4 separate regions of the Mus musculus genome follow, and all the other regions are linked to region 2. A link is a contact called in public Hi-C, Micro-C and promoter capture Hi-C data. All regions are on one chromosome and are shown on one strand. Each heading gives the region's core, a stretch centred on a gene start, on an enhancer-like site or on the middle of the called end of the contact. The rest is flanking DNA. Distances are from core to core; before and after follow the strand shown. Region 1 overlaps Flnb (filamin, beta). Region 2 holds the start of Kctd6 (potassium channel tetramerisation domain containing 6). Region 3 overlaps Gm10044 (ankyrin repeat domain-containing protein 30B). Region 4 overlaps Flnb (filamin, beta).

What was found. Promoter capture Hi-C pulls out the DNA fragments that hold promoters and counts their contacts. A called contact is a pair of places that touch in the nucleus more often than the background predicts.
Region 1: a promoter capture Hi-C map of pre-B cells shows a contact between it and region 2. The contact joins the enhancer-like site here to the promoter of Kctd6 in region 2. A contact is called at or near these places in 4 of 39 promoter capture datasets (the C10 cell line, cranial neural crest, liver and 1 more).
Region 3: a Hi-C map of uterus shows a contact between it and region 2. The contact joins the enhancer-like site here to the promoter of Kctd6 in region 2. A contact is called at or near these places in 3 of 39 promoter capture datasets (cranial neural crest, hematopoietic stem and progenitor cells and pre-B cells) and 2 of 484 Hi-C or Micro-C datasets (CD4 T cells and uterus).
Region 4: a contact with region 2 is called in a Micro-C map of embryonic stem cells, with 2.5 times the contacts expected there. The contact joins the enhancer-like site here to the promoter of Kctd6 in region 2. A contact is called at or near these places in 6 of 39 promoter capture datasets (the C10 cell line, the HPC-7 cell line, cranial neural crest and 3 more), 1 of 484 Hi-C or Micro-C datasets (embryonic stem cells) and 1 of 115 datasets of contacts at active chromatin or transcription factors (epiblast stem cells).

The regions. Positions count from the first base shown.
Region 1 is chr14:7,887,562-7,892,475 of GRCm38.p6, forward strand. Flnb (filamin, beta) reads left to right here. Exons shown (of 46, transcript NM_134080.1): 9 at 1-113; 10 at 1,574-1,700; 11 at 3,169-3,305; 12 at 4,519-4,712. Among named protein-coding and RNA genes, the nearest start is that of Gm45521, 67 kb to the right of the region's middle. Within about 2 kb of position 1,925, at least 193 of the 459 cell types and tissues checked have an H3K27ac peak or open chromatin away from gene starts, as enhancers often do. A contact at or near this core is called in pre-B cells, where this site is marked.
Region 2 is chr14:8,212,169-8,216,886 of GRCm38.p6, forward strand. It overlaps Kctd6 (potassium channel tetramerisation domain containing 6), which reads left to right and starts at 1,913. Exons shown (of 3, transcript NM_027782.3): 1 at 1,913-2,174.
Region 3 is chr14:7,771,212-7,775,742 of GRCm38.p6, forward strand. It overlaps Gm10044 (ankyrin repeat domain-containing protein 30B), which reads right to left. Exons shown (of 9, transcript XR_003951008.1): 4 at 1-91. Among named protein-coding and RNA genes, the nearest start is that of Gm10044, 18 kb to the right of the region's middle. Within about 2 kb of position 2,855, at least 196 of the 459 cell types and tissues checked have an H3K27ac peak or open chromatin away from gene starts, as enhancers often do. A contact at or near this core is called in hematopoietic stem and progenitor cells, pre-B cells and uterus, where this site is marked.
Region 4 is chr14:7,844,942-7,849,369 of GRCm38.p6, forward strand. All of the region lies in intron 1 of Flnb (filamin, beta), which reads left to right. Among named protein-coding and RNA genes, the nearest start is that of Flnb, 29 kb to the left of the region's middle. Within about 2 kb of position 2,965, at least 148 of the 459 cell types and tissues checked have an H3K27ac peak or open chromatin away from gene starts, as enhancers often do. A contact at or near this core is called in embryonic stem cells and epiblast stem cells, where this site is marked.

The DNA of each region.
Region 1 (4,914 bases), core at 675-3,174, 320 kb before region 2:
CAGCGGCCGAGGTCTGCAGCCCAAAGGTGTCCGGATCCGGGAGACTGCAGACTTTAAGGTGGACACCAAGGCTGCTGGAAGCGGAGAGCTTGGTGTAACTGTGAAGGGCCCTAGTAAGTATTTATCTCAAATAAACCTTAGTTAGTTCTTCAGCCATGATATATTTATTGGTCAGTCCTGATTGGTATCTCCTAGAGAGCTGTGACAGAGATTTGAGTCCTATCTATGCTCTTTAGAGATCAAGTTGTAGAGTTGTAACATGTGCCCTGGATATAGATTGGCAAGACCAGTGAGTGGTTTGACAGCCTTATATATTAATATATTCAGACCTCTGGGATAGGAAACAAAGCTGTAAGGAAGTTGGAAAAATACTGCTTTGAGGACAACATATCCCTCCCCCCACCACATCCCCCACCCCATTAATTGAAGAGACCTAGGTATAAAGTGGAAGACTCTTACAGACTCACATGGATTGGGGTTTTCTGACCTGGGATCCAAGCACAGTATTAAAAGCCAATGATTTCTCCAGTACCCTTTACATTTTATAGACTATGAAATTATATCAATTACTGTATTAGTATGATCGCTGCTTATAGGAGAATAAAATGTCCTAGAATGGTTTTCTTTGTAGGTGGTTGGCAGAGTTAAGTCTCTGCAGTACCTTGTTCCTCCTTCCTCCTTTGGGACGGAGACAGCAGGCATGAGGTCAGCATCTCCTGTCTCCCGTCTTCCCAGGAACAGAGAGGCAGCTCTGTAGTCGCACTTGGCGTTAGTTCTAAGTCTGTACAGGCTTGTGTTTCCTACGCCATGTTTCTCTCGTCCTCCGTATTAGTGTTAGTCTGCGTCCAGGAGTTCAAAGCTGTGTGAGCTCAAAGCTCAGAGCCTTGGGGAAGGATTTGCCCCAAGGGCAGCCAAGGTTCTACTGCCCAGACCTAGAGCCAAGTGCAAGTAGCTCTGCAGCTGTCCATCTATCCATTCACCCACCCACAGTCCACTACCCCTGCTCAGTTTGTTGCAACAGGAGCCAAAGAGGTGTTGTTTTCTGACCTCAGAGTCCTTCTTAACTCATAACATAAAACAGGTTTCTGCCTGATGGCTAGATCCAAAATTGTGGATAGAACCTAAAATCTGGCTTCTCCTAAATAGCTTATAAGAAAGAACTTTCTTCTTTCGCTGTCCTGCTTTAGCAGGAAACGATTCATAGGTGCTTAGTCCTTGACAAGTAATCACAAAGATGAGCTTTCTTCCAGTGTCTGTGGGGCAGTGGGGGTGGGGGGCAAAGGCAGCTGGGACTGTCGGAAAACACTGAGACACAGCAAACGACCCATCTGGTCTAAGAGCTCAGCCTCCACCAGCTGAGAGCTTTTGGAAGCCAGTTAGCTGGGAAGTCTTCCATTTCTCTGTCCTGGAGGCTGGGATGGCTCTGGTTTTAGTTTTGGAAACCGCTCCCAGCTTTTGAGGGAGATTTCACATTCAGAGTCTAGTTTTTGTACATTGCCTGTGTCTTGTGGGGAGTCTCCTTGTAAGCCAAGGATTATACTGCAAAAGCTGTGTGCTTGCTTGCTTTCCACAGAGGGCCTGGAGGAGCTGGTCAAACAAAAGGGCTTTCTGGATGGGGTCTACTCATTTGAGTACTACCCCAGCACACCAGGGAAATACAGCGTTGCAGTTACCTGGGGGGGGCACCACATTCCCAAGAGGTGAGTCCGGGTTGGAGATGGGCCTTGTCCAGAGGTGTGTTCAGCCTGTGACAGGCTCGCAGGAGGGAGCGCTCTGCCTCCCAGGCTGCCAGAGGGAAGAGAGATCTGCTTTGTTAGAAGCTTCCCCCCCATCCCCGCCTTTTCAGAACAGCACAGACACTTGGCTTATGCTCAAAAGCAGCAGAAAGTCACTGTGGTTTCAGCTGCCCTGCTTTAAATCAAATGCTGGTGGTTTGTGCCTGGTGGGAGGCAGGGAAACCAGAAAGAGCTGTAATAGAGAGCAAACGGGCTGTGTGTCTATACAGCCTTATATAAGCTAAGGCTCTCCTTTTCAATGAGTGCCTCTGTTCACAGATGCCGTGGGCACAGTCGGCTATGGCTTTTACATAAAAACCCATCTATGTGAATGCCTTCAGGGACAAGGGACCCCCGGCCACACCTGGGGCTATTGCAGTTTCCTTTTTGGACCCCTGTGCTCTGCCACTCTCCTGAGGGCAGTTTAAACTTTGAATACATTCTGTTTGTCTTGAGAAGTAATTGAGCTTTATAGTAGTCCTCCCTTGTCCATAAAGTTACCTTCTAAAACGATAAATATATGCCTGAAACCAACCCCAGGCAACGTCATGTGGCGTTTTCCCCCTCTAGACTTGCATACCCATGAGAAAGTTTAATTTATAAAATAGACACAATAAGAGACTGATAGCAATAGCAGCGAGGCAGCAGAATGGAAGTTACGTGACTGTGGTCTTAACGAACTATACCACATTGTGTGGGACTTCCCCTTCTTGTGGTGTTCGCTGACATAATGCGTATACAGTGAGATAAAGTGAAAAGAATATTGTAGGCATCATGGCCAAGCACTGGGCCACTATTAATCTCAAAATGATACATTGCAGACTGCATTTGAAACGTAAGAAAATAAAACCAAGGGTAAGGGGACCTCTTAAGTAGGGTTTTCAGTGTCTGCAGACTGCATTTGAAATGTAAGAAAATAAAACCAAGGGTAAGGGGACCTCTTAAGTAGGGTTTTCAGTGTCTAAGCACACTTATTAGAAACTTCCCTTGCCAAAGTTAAAGCATGTTTGATCACATATGAATGACATAAAGCCCATTCAAACTACTTCTCTTGTTATAGCATAGGTAGGAGGACGAAAAATGTGGACATTCTTATCTTTAAGGCTTCCACTCTAGAGGGCCCTGCCTACTAAAGGTCACTCACTAATGAGCAAACCAGAGCAAGTGTGTTGCTTGAGGGACAGCCCAGTTACTCCCAGCTCCCAAAGCAACCATATTACATTATATTGTTGACATAACAATGGCTGTGGGGGTGACCAGTGTGGGGGGAAAAAACTTGCCTAGAGCTTCAGCCTCTGTACAAAAGATCAGGCAAGTGGAAAGAGTTATGTTAAGAGTTCATGGTTATAGCAGTCCCTTCTATGATCCTCTTCTTTTCCTTCCTTCCGGCTAGCCCCTTTGAAGTTCAAGTTGGCCCTGAAGCAGGCATGCAGAAAGTCCGTGCATGGGGCCCTGGACTCCACGGCGGCATTGTTGGTCGGTCAGCAGATTTTGTGGTGGAATCCATTGGTTCTGAGGTTGGAACTCTGGGTAAGTAGAGGCAGCTGCCCAGCCACTTCTGCAAGGCTGAGTAACGAGGTGCCTAGTGTTCGAGCCTCACATGGCCTCCTGGCCGCCTGGCTAGCCAAAGCCTCCTCTGGAGGCTGTAGAGTTCTAGTTCTTATTTTCCTTCTTGCTTTCAGTTGTCCAATGCCTGTGACACTTGATTATTTATTCACCATTTCCTGGGAGTGGGGTGGTGGTATGCTAAACAGCACATACAATATCATAGACAAATATTGGTAACTAACCCTTAAATAGATGGCTTGGTACATCTTGCTCAAACTCGAAAAAGTAAATATATTATTTGGCACATAACTGAATATATTTTAAGTGGATATCTGATAAAACATGTGATCATAATGGATTAGAAGTCAGGCTTTTTCTGGACAAGGCCACATACCTGGTATTTTCACCTTGTGTGTGACATGATCTCTGTCACAATTATGTGACTCTACCATTGTGGCTTTGAAACAGTCATTAAATACGTCAGTGAGTGGGTATGCCTACATTCCTGTAAAACACTTTAGAGCCCTGGAGTTGGCCAATGAGCTATATTTTACTGACACCTATTTAGGTATAGCAACAAGTAAAAGAGGGAAAAATTAGAAATTATATATAATTTCCACCAGTAGAAAGATGAATCACTTTGGAATATACTTGTAGTTTAAGGAAGTAATTAACCTTTTAATCTTCTCTTAGGCCTTTTTCCTGTACACACTCATATCTTTATATCTTTATGCCCCAGATGAGTGGAGGTAACACCTTTATTTCCCATGGCTTCTGTGGGATTTTGTTATGTTTTAATCTATTCTTAGGCTTTCCAGTTATATACAAGATCTTGTTATATGAACAATGCTGGGTGCATAACCTCATTTAATTTATTCAGATAAAAGCTCAGAAATGGGTTTAGATAAACAAACACTGGGTTAAGCCTTTTGGCATATGTTGCTGTATATTCAATAGAAGGGTTTTTCTGGCCCTTCTGTACCCCTCCCCACTCTATGTCATCTGAAAACCAGAAACATCCAGTCTAATGCTTCCACCAAGAGCCAGTGGCCTTGGTTTTATGGAAGAGGGACACGCTTGATTTCAATTTTCTGCTCATTCCTCGCTTTCCAGCAGGCAGAGGAGATGGTGGTAGCCCAGGATAGATAATTCTCACCATGTGTAACCGGGAAGGCCCTTTTGTTCTGTCCCTCAGGATTTGCCATTGAAGGCCCTTCCCAAGCAAAGATCGAGTATGATGATCAGAACGATGGCTCGTGTGATGTCAAATACTGGCCCAAGGAGCCTGGAGAATACGCCGTTCACATCATGTGCGACGACGAAGACATCAAGGACAGCCCATACATGGCTTTCATCCACCCTGCCACAGGAGACTACAACCCAGATCTAGTGAGTGCACTCATTCTTTTACCCTGTCTCCCCTATGGCAGACAGCAGTGGGTTAGATCTGAGGGGAGATGTGAACCTCTTAGAATTTTCATGATGTTGGAAAAGTAGTGTACCTCTCTTGGCGTTTTCCTCGATGGACCAGGAATGAGAGTGTCTTCTCCCAGAGTTTCTGGGATGGCTAAAGGACATGCCTGTGCTGTGG
Region 2 (4,718 bases), core at 663-3,162:
GGGGGAATGGGAGGGTGGGTGAGGAAGTGGTGGCGCACGCCTTTAATTCCAGCACTTGGGAGGCAGAGGCAGTCGGATCTCTGAGTTTGAGGCCAGCCTGGTCTACAGAGTGAGTTCCAGCACAGCGAGGCTACACAGAGAAGACTTGTCTCAAAACAAACAAAAAAATAGGGAAAAAAAAATCAACATTGGGGTACTGTATGTATTAAAATCAACATTGGGGTGCTGTATGTATTAAAATCAACATTAGGGTACTGTATGTATTAAAATCAACATTGGGGTACTGTATGTATTAAAATCAACATTGGGGTCCTGTATGTATGATTTTGTGTCCTGATTTGCAGGAGCATATTCCCATATTCTTTTTAAAAAGATTTATTTATTATTATACATAAGTACACTTTAGCTGACTTCAGACATACCGGAAGAGGGCATCAGATCCCATTACAGATGGTTGTGAGCCACCATGTGGTTTCTGGGATTTGAACTCAGGACCTTCGGAAGAGCAGTCAGTGCTCTTACCCGCTGAGCCATTTCTCCAGCCCTATTCCCATATTCTTAATTAGTTTGTATCCTTGCTTAGATGTCAATGTAGCCGTCCATTGTGTTGAAGTCCACATTGCTTATTTAACCTATCAATTTGATTTTTGGAGAAAAAATAGAATATTAGATGATGATCATACATATAAAAACTAGATTTCAGAACCACCTCACAAACATGCAGATGTGTAAACCAGGTAAGTTTCTGTTTTGTTCTTTTGAGAAAGGGTCTCGTTATGTAGCCTCATCTGTCCTAGAGACTAGCTATGTGGGCCAGGCTAACCTAGAGCTCACAAGAGACCCACATGCCACTGCCTCTAAGTGCTGGCATTAAGGATGTGCACTACTTTTACTATGCCTGGCCCAGGTGAGTTTCTAAGGCCAGTGGCTTTTCACCCATGTAGAAGTGGATTGAGATCTGGCTAGCTAGAAGTGGTGGCTTTTGCATCTTGTCTATGCATGGAATCCAATTAGCCCTGCAGCCTTGATGTCCTTCCTGAAGGGACATTACCCTTGCCAGTCCCATCCAGACTAAGATCCTCAGAGGTATTACACAGGATGACGTTAGTTAGCTCTGCCCTTCTAACTGGCTGCTCTTCTCTGCCTAAAAGGCTGGATCGGTGGTCCCTCTAAGCCATTACTTTACAGAATGGCCTGCCTTAATATATAAGGCCAGGAGTCTTATATATTAATACATTAATAATATTAACTACATTATTATGTATATATTAATATAATATAATTACATCAATATTAATAACATTAAATGTATACTAATATTTTATATATATCAGATCGTCACATCTTCCCTTATTCTCCAAGGCAGCCTTCTTTTTTTTGTTGTTGTTTTTTCAAGACAGGGTTTCTCTGTGTAGCCTTGGCTGTCCTGGAACTCACTTTGTAGACCAGGCTGGCCTCGAACTCAGAAATCCACCTGCCTCTGCCTCCGGAGTTCTGGCGTATGCCACCAAGCCCGGCCAAGGCAGCCTTCTTATTGGACCGCTCTCACCAGGATTCGAACTTGTCTTGTGTGTGTCTACTGGCTGCTTTTTTGAGTCTTGAGACGCGCCTCGGTCTGGGTGGCTGCTCTTCTCTCTAAGCCCTGCATGCGATGAGGTCTATCGACTTAGTGAAAACAGCTGAGGAGAAACAGTTGCGGAGAAGGAGTCCTGGGCAAGCAGGGAAGAGACTGCTGGCGGCCAGGAGGAGAGGCTGAAAGCGGAGGGGGAGTTAGGGGCGTGGCCTGGGCGGAGCTCCGCGCGGGAGTCCTGGGCGGGGCGGGGATAGGAACGGGACGGAGGCGGGGCTTCGGGACTGCTGCAGAGCCCGCCTGACCACGCCGCCCCGGCAGCGCCCAGAGTGCCCGCGGCGATCCGGCTTCCCGGCCTTCGCCCCGCGCCGCCGATAGGGGGCGTCCGCGTTCTCGGCGCCGCGACTCTGCTGAGAAGGCGCCGCCCGCGCCGGGCAGCTGGAGCCGCAACTCCGGGCTCCGGCTCACTCGTCCCCTCTGCCGCCGCCGCCGCCGCCGCCGCCACCGCCGCCGCTGCCGCCGCGGGGCGCGGGCTCGCTCGTCCCCGCGCTCGCGCTCTCGGGCCGCCGGCGTCTCCCGGCCGGGTCGCCTCCGCGCTCGTGCAGTGAGTGGGGCGCGAGCGGGGCCTGCGGGCCGGGGCTGCGGGAAGTCGGGCTGAGGAGAACGGCGGGTGGCGGCCGCGCGTCCCCGGGCTGGCACGAGCCCGCGGCGGGGCCTGGGCGGGGAAATCGGGGACGCGCGGCCGCCTCGGGCTTTGGGCTCCGGCTCGGGTTCGGGGCTCGGTGCGCGTGGCCGGCCGGGCTTGGCTTGCGGGAGACCGCGGAGTAGGGACCAGCGGGCTCTGCGGGGCAAAGGGTTGGTGTTTTGGGGAGTGGTGTTTATTAGCCGCCACTGCCCTAGTTTAAAGCTCTGCTTTTTGGGTTTTGTGCACAAATTGCAGCTTTTTACCGGAATTTTGGGATGTCACGGCGATTTAGTGCTGGGTGTTAAGAGGTGATCCTTGGCGAGGTCGTGGGGAGCCCCTGCAGCACCTGCTGGGCGATGGCAGCGGAGGCTGTGTCTGGGGGTGGGACGGGGAAACGAAACGTGACTGAGATCCTGTTTGGATATTCTGCTGAAGTTGTCATGTTTCTGTTCTGTACACCAGTACATACAGCAAGTTGATAAACCTGGTTTCAGGATTTCGTGATGCAGACAAATAGACCGATGTGACCTGGTTTAGCTAAGAATGTCTGGGATAGCCCAAACAACCTGCTCCAATGTACCCCCCTTGGCAGGCTCATCTTTTTCGCTGTTGCAGATATTCTAGTATGGGAATAATGGTGGGGTATTACAGGCCCAAAGCCAGAAGTGTTTCAAAAGAGTAAAGATCTAAGTAGGTAGGGTGGGAGAATCACCCTTTGGATGAAAACCAGGAGCCCACACGGATTCTTAGTTTTTTGTAATACCGTAGGTAGAAAGATGGCCATAGAATTTGAAAATTTTTAAAGTGTATTTTAGCTGAAGCAATAGCGTGGAAAGCAGTCTTATGGTCACTCCTATGATCCATCGTCGCATCCTGGATTTTAATAGTTGGGGTCTATTTTAAACGGAACACGTATGTGTGTCTTCTGCTTTATCTTGAGACAACCCTGAGTCATGCTTTCTAGAAGTCCCGAGAGCTCACGTGTCTGTTTGTCTCTGCGAACGCTGGACATCATTTTACCTTTAGTTTTTCTCACGGCAACTGCGGTGGGATCTCCGGGAAAGGAGGGCCAGGGACGGGACAGAGTGGGAACACAGATTGGTCCTAACCTGCATGTTCGCCCACCGTGTCTGACTTACCTATTTAAATTTTGGTGATGCTGCGAGTAGTAAAGGGCGGTCTACTCAGGTTCTCACAGCCCTCTGCTGGCATGCTGCACGTGAATCCAGAGCGCCACTCCTCACTGCCCTGTCGGCCAGTTTTACCTCCATTGTGTTTAAACGGTGTGGTTACTTTTGGGAAGGTCATAATACCCATTTTGGTGGAAACTGAGGGAAAGTAGAATTTTATGATTTGTGACTCTGACAGCACTTAAGCTGGAGAGTATATATTCTTCTGGTTTGATACTGTCAGAAGATTCATAATTTCTTGTAGGACTTTCTCCCTTTTTGCCTACATTTCCTTTCTTCTAGCCCACGAGGTTGAGAGAGGGGTTTAGTTAGTGGTAATTTAGCTTTATAATCCCATTATCCTTGTGCGCTCGCTACTTGTGCTGGCCTGTATGTGGATGTTAACTCCGAAGACGCCAGGAGATGCCACTGAACCAATTACTATAAAAAGTATTTCACTTTCAAACTCCCACGTTCCCAAGAACAGAGAAACTCAGTACAAAGGCAGCTTGGAAGGTAAGTATAGGTGGAGAGAGAAAATTTACCGGTCTTCATTTTGGGATGGCAGACACAAAGGTTTCAGTAGAAAAGCACTTGGAAGGGCTACCCAGAAAGCGTGGGAAGGCAGTGACTACAGTTGTATCATTACATTTTCTAATCCGAGGTTAGCATTACGGCATATAGACTGTTACAGGGGAGGAGGACTTTTGCTCTGGAGCGTCTTACTCAATAGCAGAAGTAAGTCTAGAATGTTTGTGCTGTCTTATCATAACCCCCACTGTAGCTTTGCTGTGGTAAGGAGGGTTCTCACAGGTTAAGTTGTTAACTTCCTGGAGTGTGCATTCTTCAGATTTGCTAGGGTCAGTAAATTAGTAACTTCTTTTCAGGCTTCTAGAAATTCTTCAGAATATGTTTTTCTTAACTACCTGCTAACATACTATCAGATTTTACACATTAGTTACAATGACCTTTGAAGTTCAAGCAAGCATGATAGTCTTTAGGACCATAATTTTTTTTTTTTTTTGAATCAAAGGTCAGGTATTTTCAGGTAAACCGATTTTACAAGTCAGAAAGCCTTTCTTTGAACTTTATAGTCGTTGGTTGTAGCCATGACTCTAAGAAAGATCTTTCGTAAGGGAAAGTCACTTAAAGGAATCTTATGAGGAAACATTTCACCTTGGCCTGCTTGATGCCCCCTTGGAGGCCTTCTGTCGCCTGGCTTGTTCTCATTAAGCCCTCCACTGGAGGAGGTTGTGCCGGATGGGAGAGAAGATGAAAGGGAAATGAATTGTTA
Region 3 (4,531 bases), core at 1,605-4,104, 440 kb before region 2:
ACACTTCTCAAACGTTGCCATGGAATCTCCCGGAAAATAGCCTTTATTTTCACTTCTGTTCATTTTCATCAAATGTGTGGCAGGTTCTCTCCTTTAAGAGAATCATAAAAGTCAGTGTTGGGGGTTTGGTTTTGGTTTTTGGTTTGTTTTTAGTAATTCTACTAACCAAGGTTAAAAAACAATTGGATGAAGTCCTATTTTCCACATTTTAATTCATTTATTCACTTAAAAAAAGATTAAAATGTCCCAGCTAAAGGCAATCAAAGATGTGTTTTTTAACTATAAGAACAGGTAGCATAGAGAGGAGTTGATGGGCGAACGTGCAGCTAGGCATGAGGAAGGCTTTACAGAAGAGTAAAGTATTTAAAAAGGAGCTCAGCGGGACAAGCAGGACAGCAAACTCTTCTACTTAGACAACAGAATGTAGGCACAAAGCCTACGAGCATAGCATCCTAACATCTTAAGAGGAAAAACGGAAAACCCACAAGTACTCCGAGATGGATGTCATGCTGCCTGTAAACACGATGCAGATGGTTAGAAGTCACGGTCTGCAAGCTGTGAAAGGGTGGAGAGCAGAGGCCAACACTGAGTGTCTTCCTCCATCTTATCTGTTAAGACAACAATGCTCACTGAGCACAAAGCTCTCTGATTGGCAGCACCACTGGCCAGTATTCCCCCTAGACGTGTGGAAGCATCCTACCGCGCCTGGCTTTTCTTGGGTGCTGGGGATCTGAGCTCAGGTCCTCTTGCTTGCACAGCAAGCATTTTACTGCCTTTTACATTTAAAAGAGCACAGGCTATATAATATGACAGCCAATGAAAATGTCTTCAGAGCAAAGCCTTCCTTTTAAAACATGACAGTGTAGTACAGAGCAGCATAGAAAATGTTGATGAGTATAACTCTGAACATGAGCTGCAGGGATCGCTCTGCTCACTTTTAAACTCTATGCCTCCCAAAAATCAACCTGCTTAACTGGTTGGAACTGGTTGGCACGTCTATTAGTATCACTATTCCCAGAACACTTAACAAATTAAGCAGGATTCAATGTTAGACCTGTGGCTTGACCAATACAGCTCCCCCTTATCACAGACACCCATAACTTCAAGTATGTCTTGTGGGAGAAACTGAAGTCTCTTTGATGATGTATCTTGAATTGTTGCCACAGCGTTGCTTAACATAACAACAGGGACCTCCTGGACAGTTTTCCCACTCCCACAATGGCTGTTACTACATTTACTCTTTATAGTTTACATTGTTAATACATAAAGTGACTTTTGTTATCCCTTTGATTATTTGCCACAGATAAAACTATCATAAATACAGGCAGAAAAGTAAGTGAGAATAAGTAACCACAGGGCTGGAACTTTCTGTCTATATGGGAAATTATTACTGTGGTGACTATAAAAGGTCACCAGAAATTTTTTTTTTGTTTTTTTGGGGGGGGGGGTTTTCGAGACAGGGTTTCTCTGTGTAGCCCTGGCTGTCCTGGAACTCACTCTGTAGACCAGGCTGGCCTCGAACTCAGAAATCCGCCTGCCTCTACCTCGAGTGCTGGGATTAAAGGCATGCGCCACCATGCCCAGCTTCAGAAATTTTTTAACAATGATAATAAATGAAAGTCCTGAGAACTGATGCACATCAAACTTTTTAAAAGTGAAATTTACTTTAATGTTTAAAACAACACTCAGGGTAAACTTCATTTGCTCATACAACAAATATACATTGAGTAGCTTCTTACTGTATGCTAGCCCACTATCTAACCAATGAGGTTACAGTGGTAAGCAGAGAAAAGACTACTCTGATACTGAAGTACACATGGAATAACAATAAATGAGACAGAAAGACAGACATATAGTATGTTGGAGGAGGAAAACAAACTTTTATGTACTGTTAAGGATGCCGTGGAAGGAGCACGGTCCCGCAGGACCAAGTGGCTATGTGGAGAGTATGGCTTGTAAGCAAGAACTAAGAAGACAATAGAACATGGCAGGCAACTGTGACATAGAAACCTTGCAAGTTCAGAGAGATGCCTGAGTGTTCAGTGTGGCCGGGATAGAGTGACAAGGACAGAAAAATCCTAGTTCAAGTCAGAGATAAAGCAGGAGGCTAATCTGTGTGTCTCATGAGGTACTGTGGCCGATACTCTGAGTAGAAATGGAGTGAGGCCGGGCGGTGGTGGCACATGCCTTTAATCCCAGCAACTGGGGAGGCAGAGGCAGGCAAATTTCTGAGCTCGAGGCCAGCCTGGTCTACAAAGTGAGTTCCAGGACAAAGCCTGTCTGGAAAAATAAAAAAAAAAAAATAACAAAAAAAAAAAAAAAAAAAGGAAGAAAGAAAGAAATGGAGTGAGTGGGTTTGGGTTCTAGATCAGGAATAACTGTCTGACTTTTGTGTCATTGAATTCATTAACCACAAACAAGGCTTCCCTAGTGTTTGCCAGCTACAATGGTTATGTTTATATAACATTGTTTTCAATATAACTAGAAAATAGGATCAAACTATTAAACGTTTCTGAGAGTGGGTAATGTCTGTCTATTGCTATACAAAGGACAGAGCAATGTGATCATCATGAATGTTAGCCAAAATGAGAGTCTGTTTTGTCAGTCAAAATTGATTATCTATTTATACTAATGTCATGGTCTTACTTATCATGTTCTTCTTTTGCCTTAAGTGCGAAATCCTTGTCATTAGTAGCCCCACTGTGCCTTTGAGGAGTTGGTTCACTGCCTTTGATGTCAGCAGTAGCAGTAACCGCTGCGAAAGCAGCAGTGACAGCAGCAGCCACCACAGCATTAACAGTAGCGTTGGAGGAGGCCACAGCAGAAGCAGCTGCCGCAGCAGCAGCAGCAGCGGAGGCGTCAGAGGCGGAAGCGGAAGCAGCTGCCGCAGCCGCCGAAGCATCAGAAGCAGAAGCAGAAGCAGAGGCGGAAGCAGCGGAAGTGGAAGCTGCAGACGCAGAAGCAAACGCAACAGATGCGGAAGTGGAAGCTGCCGAAGCAGAAGCAAAAGCAGCAGAAGCAATATTGGAAGCAGCAGAAGCAGAAGTGGAAGCAGATTCCGCATAAGTAGAAGCTGAAACCGCAGCAGCAGCAGCAGCAGAGGCAACAGCACAAGCTGTTCTGTCGTCAGAGTTCTCCACTGCTACATTCGGCTCCTGGAGTCCGTACTTCCTCTCTTCTTCAACCTTTAAGAAATTCAGGCTGTGTTATTGTTCATTAAAAGGGAGTTTTATAGATTCGTTTGTTTTATTACTAGTCAGTGCCATGGTCCACAAATATTTGTGTTTTATCAGTACAGACCACTGACATTTTGTAAGCTCTGCTTCACTTCTGTTTGAGTAAGAGACCCAGAATTTTCAGAAATCTTAAGGGGACATGCTCTGTCTGGCTTTTAAAATTTTGCCCTTTGCTGCTAAGCAGTGGTGGACACACCTTTAATTCAAGCACTCGGAAAGCAGAGGTAGACTGATCTGTGTGAGTCCCATAACAGCCAGGGCTACACAGAGAAACCTTGTCTCAAAACTAAACTAAACTAAACTAAACTAAACTAAACTAAACTAAACTAAACTAAACTGCCCTGGTTTTTTTTATTGTTTGTCTGTTTGTTTTGCTACCTAACACATTCACTTCCTTAGTGATGTGAAGAAATAATAAGGACAGAGTATATCCTCTCCAGTCTAGATTTTACATTAATAGTCAGATTTAGAGACTGCGACATTAAAGAGATTGTGGAATAAAAGGAACCTCACCCTTCTGCTCTACATCAGTCTTTCCTCGTGGTCTTTCACAATTGCTCACTGGGATCCTGGGATAGTAAATCAGTGAAGGTGGCCTTTGAAATGCATGAACAACGCGTGCCACTACCCATAGTGGAGGGGAGCGGATGAGCTGCAAGTATGGACTCTGGAGATCCCTTCCAACCTCTCACTCCTTAACCACGACTGTTACACCTGAGGGACAGCAGGTAATGGCTTGCTTCAGCACCATCACCTACATACAGCAGGAGTTATGTGAACAAAGCCTGGAGGAGCATTCTAAGTGATGGGTTGGTGTTATCCACTCAGACAGGTTGCCCAGAAAACCCACTGAACCAGCTAAACTTAAGAACTGTGAGTTTGAGGCTTGGAGAGATGGCTCAGCAGCTAAGAGTACTTGGATTTGGTTCCAAGCACCCACGCAGGGGCTCACATCTGTCTGAAACTCCACTTCCAGGGGATCCAATCCCTTCTGACCTCAGTGGGAGCACCAGGCATACATATGGTGCACAGGCATACATTCATACCCAAGCATACAGAAAAGTAAAAAAAAAAAAAAAAAGTGTGAGTGGCACAGCTAACTTCATGCTGCTTGGCTGATGAGAAGCACTCCCCCACCCCACCACCCTGTCATGAAGACATACAACACTCAGTGCTCTGTTGGAGAGTAGAGAAAGAGAACTGACTGTGTCCGTTAGGACCCTGCTTTCACAAGAGCACTGCCTTTACCATGTAACAGCCTCTACTCCCAGGTTTGTACTAGTTTGGTTTAGATT
Region 4 (4,428 bases), core at 1,715-4,214, 370 kb before region 2:
CTTTTATGTGGGTTCCACACGGGGAGCTCTGGTGTCAGGCATGCAAGCGCCTTTATCTACTCAGACATCTCCCTGGTCCCAGTGGTGGGTGACTGACTCCTACTTAGTTTTGATTATGTTACAACCTAATTTTGTATGTACATAGTGTACAGCATGGTGTGTTTCAAAAAATAAATATGGAGATAGGAGACGGCTAAGTGGATAAAGGTGCTTGCTTCTTGCTGCGGAAGACTTGAGTTTGATCCCTGGATCAGAGTTGTCCTCTACAGAGGACATGCACATACACCTACACGATGCTAATAGATAAAAAAATGTAAATGTCTATGTATGTAAAGGAGATTTTTAAGTGTCTACAGGCTTTAGAGAAAAGCTCTTCCAAAGGGTACAGCTTATTCTCCTTAGCAGCTCTTTCTGATTGAAATAGAGTTGCATGACCAACAGCAGAATATTTAAGTATTAACTTCAAAAGAAAGATGTCTTAGGAAGTGCTCCTGGGAGCCAGCTGCCATGCCGGATGCTGTGAGGCCTTTCCTCGTGCTGGCCCTTTACCTGTAAGGCCAGGGAGCTTGGCAGAATTAATTACAAATGAGTTCAGAATGTGAAATAGCTTTTGGGCCTCACAGATTTAATCCCAACCTGACCTCCACCCTGCAGTGTGGATTTAGGCAAGGTTTTGAGTTTCCTCAGTGAAGAAGGGTCATAGTGGATTTTGGACTGGGCTTAATATAAGGCCTGGTTCATCGTGAATGCACAAGATTTGTTGATTGAATTAATTTCTAAATCTTTGTCCTCCTCCCACCCCGATGCTGGGGCTTTAAGCTCAGGCTTTCAGGCAGGCTGAGTATACACATTGTATATACTTACTCCAAGAACCACACCCCAAGCTCCCATTTCTAAGCTTGTTTATGTTTAACTTTAAATTTTTTTGTTTAAATCCATTGACTGTTTTATAATGATGGATGGATGGATGAATGGATGGATGGATGGATGGATGGATGGGTGGGTGGGTGGATGGATGGATGGATGGATGGATAGATGGATGGGTGAATGGGTGAATGGGTGGTTGATGGTGTGGGGAGCCCCAGGAGGTGAAAAGACACCTTTTCTCCTTCTACTAAGTGGGTGCCAGGGATCCAACTAAGGTTGTTGGGTTTGGTGGCAAGAGCCTTTACCCACCAAGTTGTCCCGACAACCTAGTTCTTGTATCTTTTCTTGAGACCAGATCTCCTGTAACCCAGACTGGCTTGGAACTCCTGTGTATAGTCCCATGGAGCCTTGAAACCCTATCCTCCAGTTTAACTAAAGGGTTGGGTTACAGATGTACCCACTATACTCAACTCCAGTTTGAGTGTTTCAGATGGATCTTAATCCTTTCTTATGTGAAACCTATAATTTTAATTATATAGTACATATCATTTGCCAGTTTCCTCAGCCACCCATACTACTGATTTATCACAGTTTACTCACCAAGTAAGTTCTTGCCCATATCATTATAGATTTTGTGTATTAGGCTTTCGTTTATTGAGCTAAATTAAGAATTCCTTTTTTTAAAAAAAGAAGTAAATTTCAAATCCATTGCATGCAAATGATTGTATCCTTTATATCCTTCAGCCAGGGGGTAGTAAATATAAAACATTCACAATAAAGCCCTTTGGCAACAGGGTTTGTTATTCTGCAAATAATCTTAATTGTCAACATTCATTCCCAGAATGTCACCTCAGCTTCTGCTCTGTGTCCTGACATTCCAGACCAGGGTGAGCTTCCTTGCCGACAGGATTGTTCCTTCTGGGTTTCCATGGAGGGCCAAGATGTTACTCTGACCATCAGTGCAGTGCCTGGTGGTTGTGGATCTTCTTTGCAAAATCATACTGATTTCTTGGCAACATCATAGCTTTGTTTTATGAGTCAGGATGGAGTAAGGATACTTGGAGGAGTGAGGAGAGTACAGAATCCTGGATTTTTGTGTCATCCTCGCTTCTCCCTCAGTGCCTCTAAATAAGGTCTCTATGAGGCTCTGGCTGATCCACAACTGTGTGGGCGCCACAGTCATGCCTTTGCCTCCCAAGTAATGACATTACACGTATAAGCTACCATGCTTGTCCCCTAATTTTCTTTCTAAAGGCAAGTGTGTGTGTGTGTGTGTGTGTGTGTGTGTGTGTGTGTGTGTTCCAACGTGTGTAAATGTGTGGTATACGTTTACTTCTTTTTGATCTACTGGAAGTCAGACTCAGGACCTCAAGCACACTAGACAGATACTCTACTTTCTCAGCTTTGGCCATCTGTCCCTCAGCCCCTCTCCCCTTCCTCCTTGCTCTTCCCCATCCCTCCTTCTTTTCCTATCATGGTTCCTGCCTCCACATTCCAAATGCACGGGTTACATAGTGCTGGGGAGTCCATCTCAAGGCTGCCCCCACACTAGACAAGCATATTACCAACAGAGTTTTGGCCCCAACCCTCTTGTGCCTCCCCTTTGTCCCTTCTTCCCCATCCCTGTCCCCCACACCCTGGCAGTTTTGGCAATCGAGTAAACCAAACAAAGGGATAAAAACTCACATGTGTTACCAGAGAAAAGTTACATTTGAATTTCAGATAAGCAATGTTGATCCTTCTAATGTAAGAGTGCCCCACATGTCGCAGCTCTTGCATGTTAGAAACTCTTGCACAGGGCATACTTATTAAATTCATATTTAACTTTACCGGACCTGTCTGTGTGTGTTTTGTTGTATTTTCAAACTCTGGCAACCCTGGGTCCTGTTGCAAGCTGCCTCTGTTTTGTCTGTTTAGAGGCTGGTATTTGCAGCTTCAGTAGGTCCTGGGGCAGGGGCTCACTGTTTAGGCATCACTTAGTGGCTTTGGGCTCTGGGGTAGGGGCCAGATTAGCAATTAGCTAAACATGACCTCATTCTGGAGGAATGTGCTCTTGCTAGGTATTAGCAAAGGTTTAAGCTCTAGGGAGCCATTGTCAGGCGCTCGCTCATCAATGATGTCATCAGCAGGAGCAGCCAGCTTCAGGCCTCAGGAGAAGCCCTGAAGCTAGGACTCCAGTTTTGGTAATAAATGGGAATGGAGTTTCACAGGTGGGGTGTGGAGGAATTTATTGGGCTATGAAGGCTGACAGAGCCTTCTGCTTTGGTGCAGCCCCAATCAGGCTTCTAGATTCTGATGAGCAACCAGAAGCTTCTAATGGGGTGATTACACGGTTGGCCAGAGGCCCTGGAAACATCGGCTCATTCTATGAACACTGCAGGAGCTGTGAAGAGGGTGTCAGGGCTGTTTTTGTAGCTCCGAGTGGGGGCCCTTAATCTGGGGAGTCAGGGAAGGTGCTTTAAGGGAGAGTCTCTGGGGCCACGCTGTTTCATTCAGCTTTGTGTGGGAGGGCTCTTTGTGTGGGAAGGGGTGGGTCCTCTAGATTTAGATGCATATAATGTCTTTTTTTTTAACCTTGGGAGAAAGTTAAACTAGAACAAGCTTAAGTCATTAACCCCACCCCACCTTTTTCCTTCTCACTCACCTGTATTTTCCTTTTAAAGCTGCTATGACTGGACACATCATTTCCATTCACAAGCCTTGCTGACCCAGCCGAAACTTAGAGTTTTGGTCTCAGTCCTTTACTTTGGATAACAAGCCATTTGGAAAACTGTACCCCTTCCCTTCTTTTATTTTTGTTTTGTGATGAGAGTCTTTGTGTAGCAGTGGCTGTCTTGAAACTATGTAGACCAGGCTAGCCTCAAACTCAGAGATGCAACTGCCTCTGCCTTCCAACACCTAGGATCACAGGGACATGCTCTGTAACACTAGCTGGTGAGTAACTCACTATATATACACCAGGTTAATTCACATATATGTTGACATGTGTGTCACAGCCACAGGATGATTTGTGGAGTCAGTTCTTTCCTTCTGTCTTTATGTGGATTCCAGGGATTGAGCTCGTGCCACCAGGCTTGAGCAGCAGGCACCCTCACGTACTGACCCATTCTATTGGCCCCCTTCCCTGGTTTTTAAACGAAAGTTTTGCCATGCCAGACTGAACTGTCGAGAGAGAGAGGATGTAATAGAAATTAAATGCTAAGTGTGATAACCACAGCCAATTAGTTTTATTTGATTGAAATTTCTCATAAAATATTACAAAATGTGATGACTATTCTTGGTTGTCAACTTGGCTACATCTGGAACTAACTAAAATTTAAGACCGGGGGCCATACCAGTAAGGGAATTTATGCTTAACTTAAATTAGGAAGGTCCCCTTCTAATCTGGATTCTGAGGAGGGAAGACACACACTTTTATCAGGCCTTAAGTGAGAAGACACCTATTTAATCTGGGCTACCCCTTCTGCCGGAAGCCTATATAAGGACATGCAAGAAGGCAGCTTTTGCTTTTTGTCTGTTTGCTCTCTCTTGCTAGCAAGTCCATTCCCTTACTGGCATATG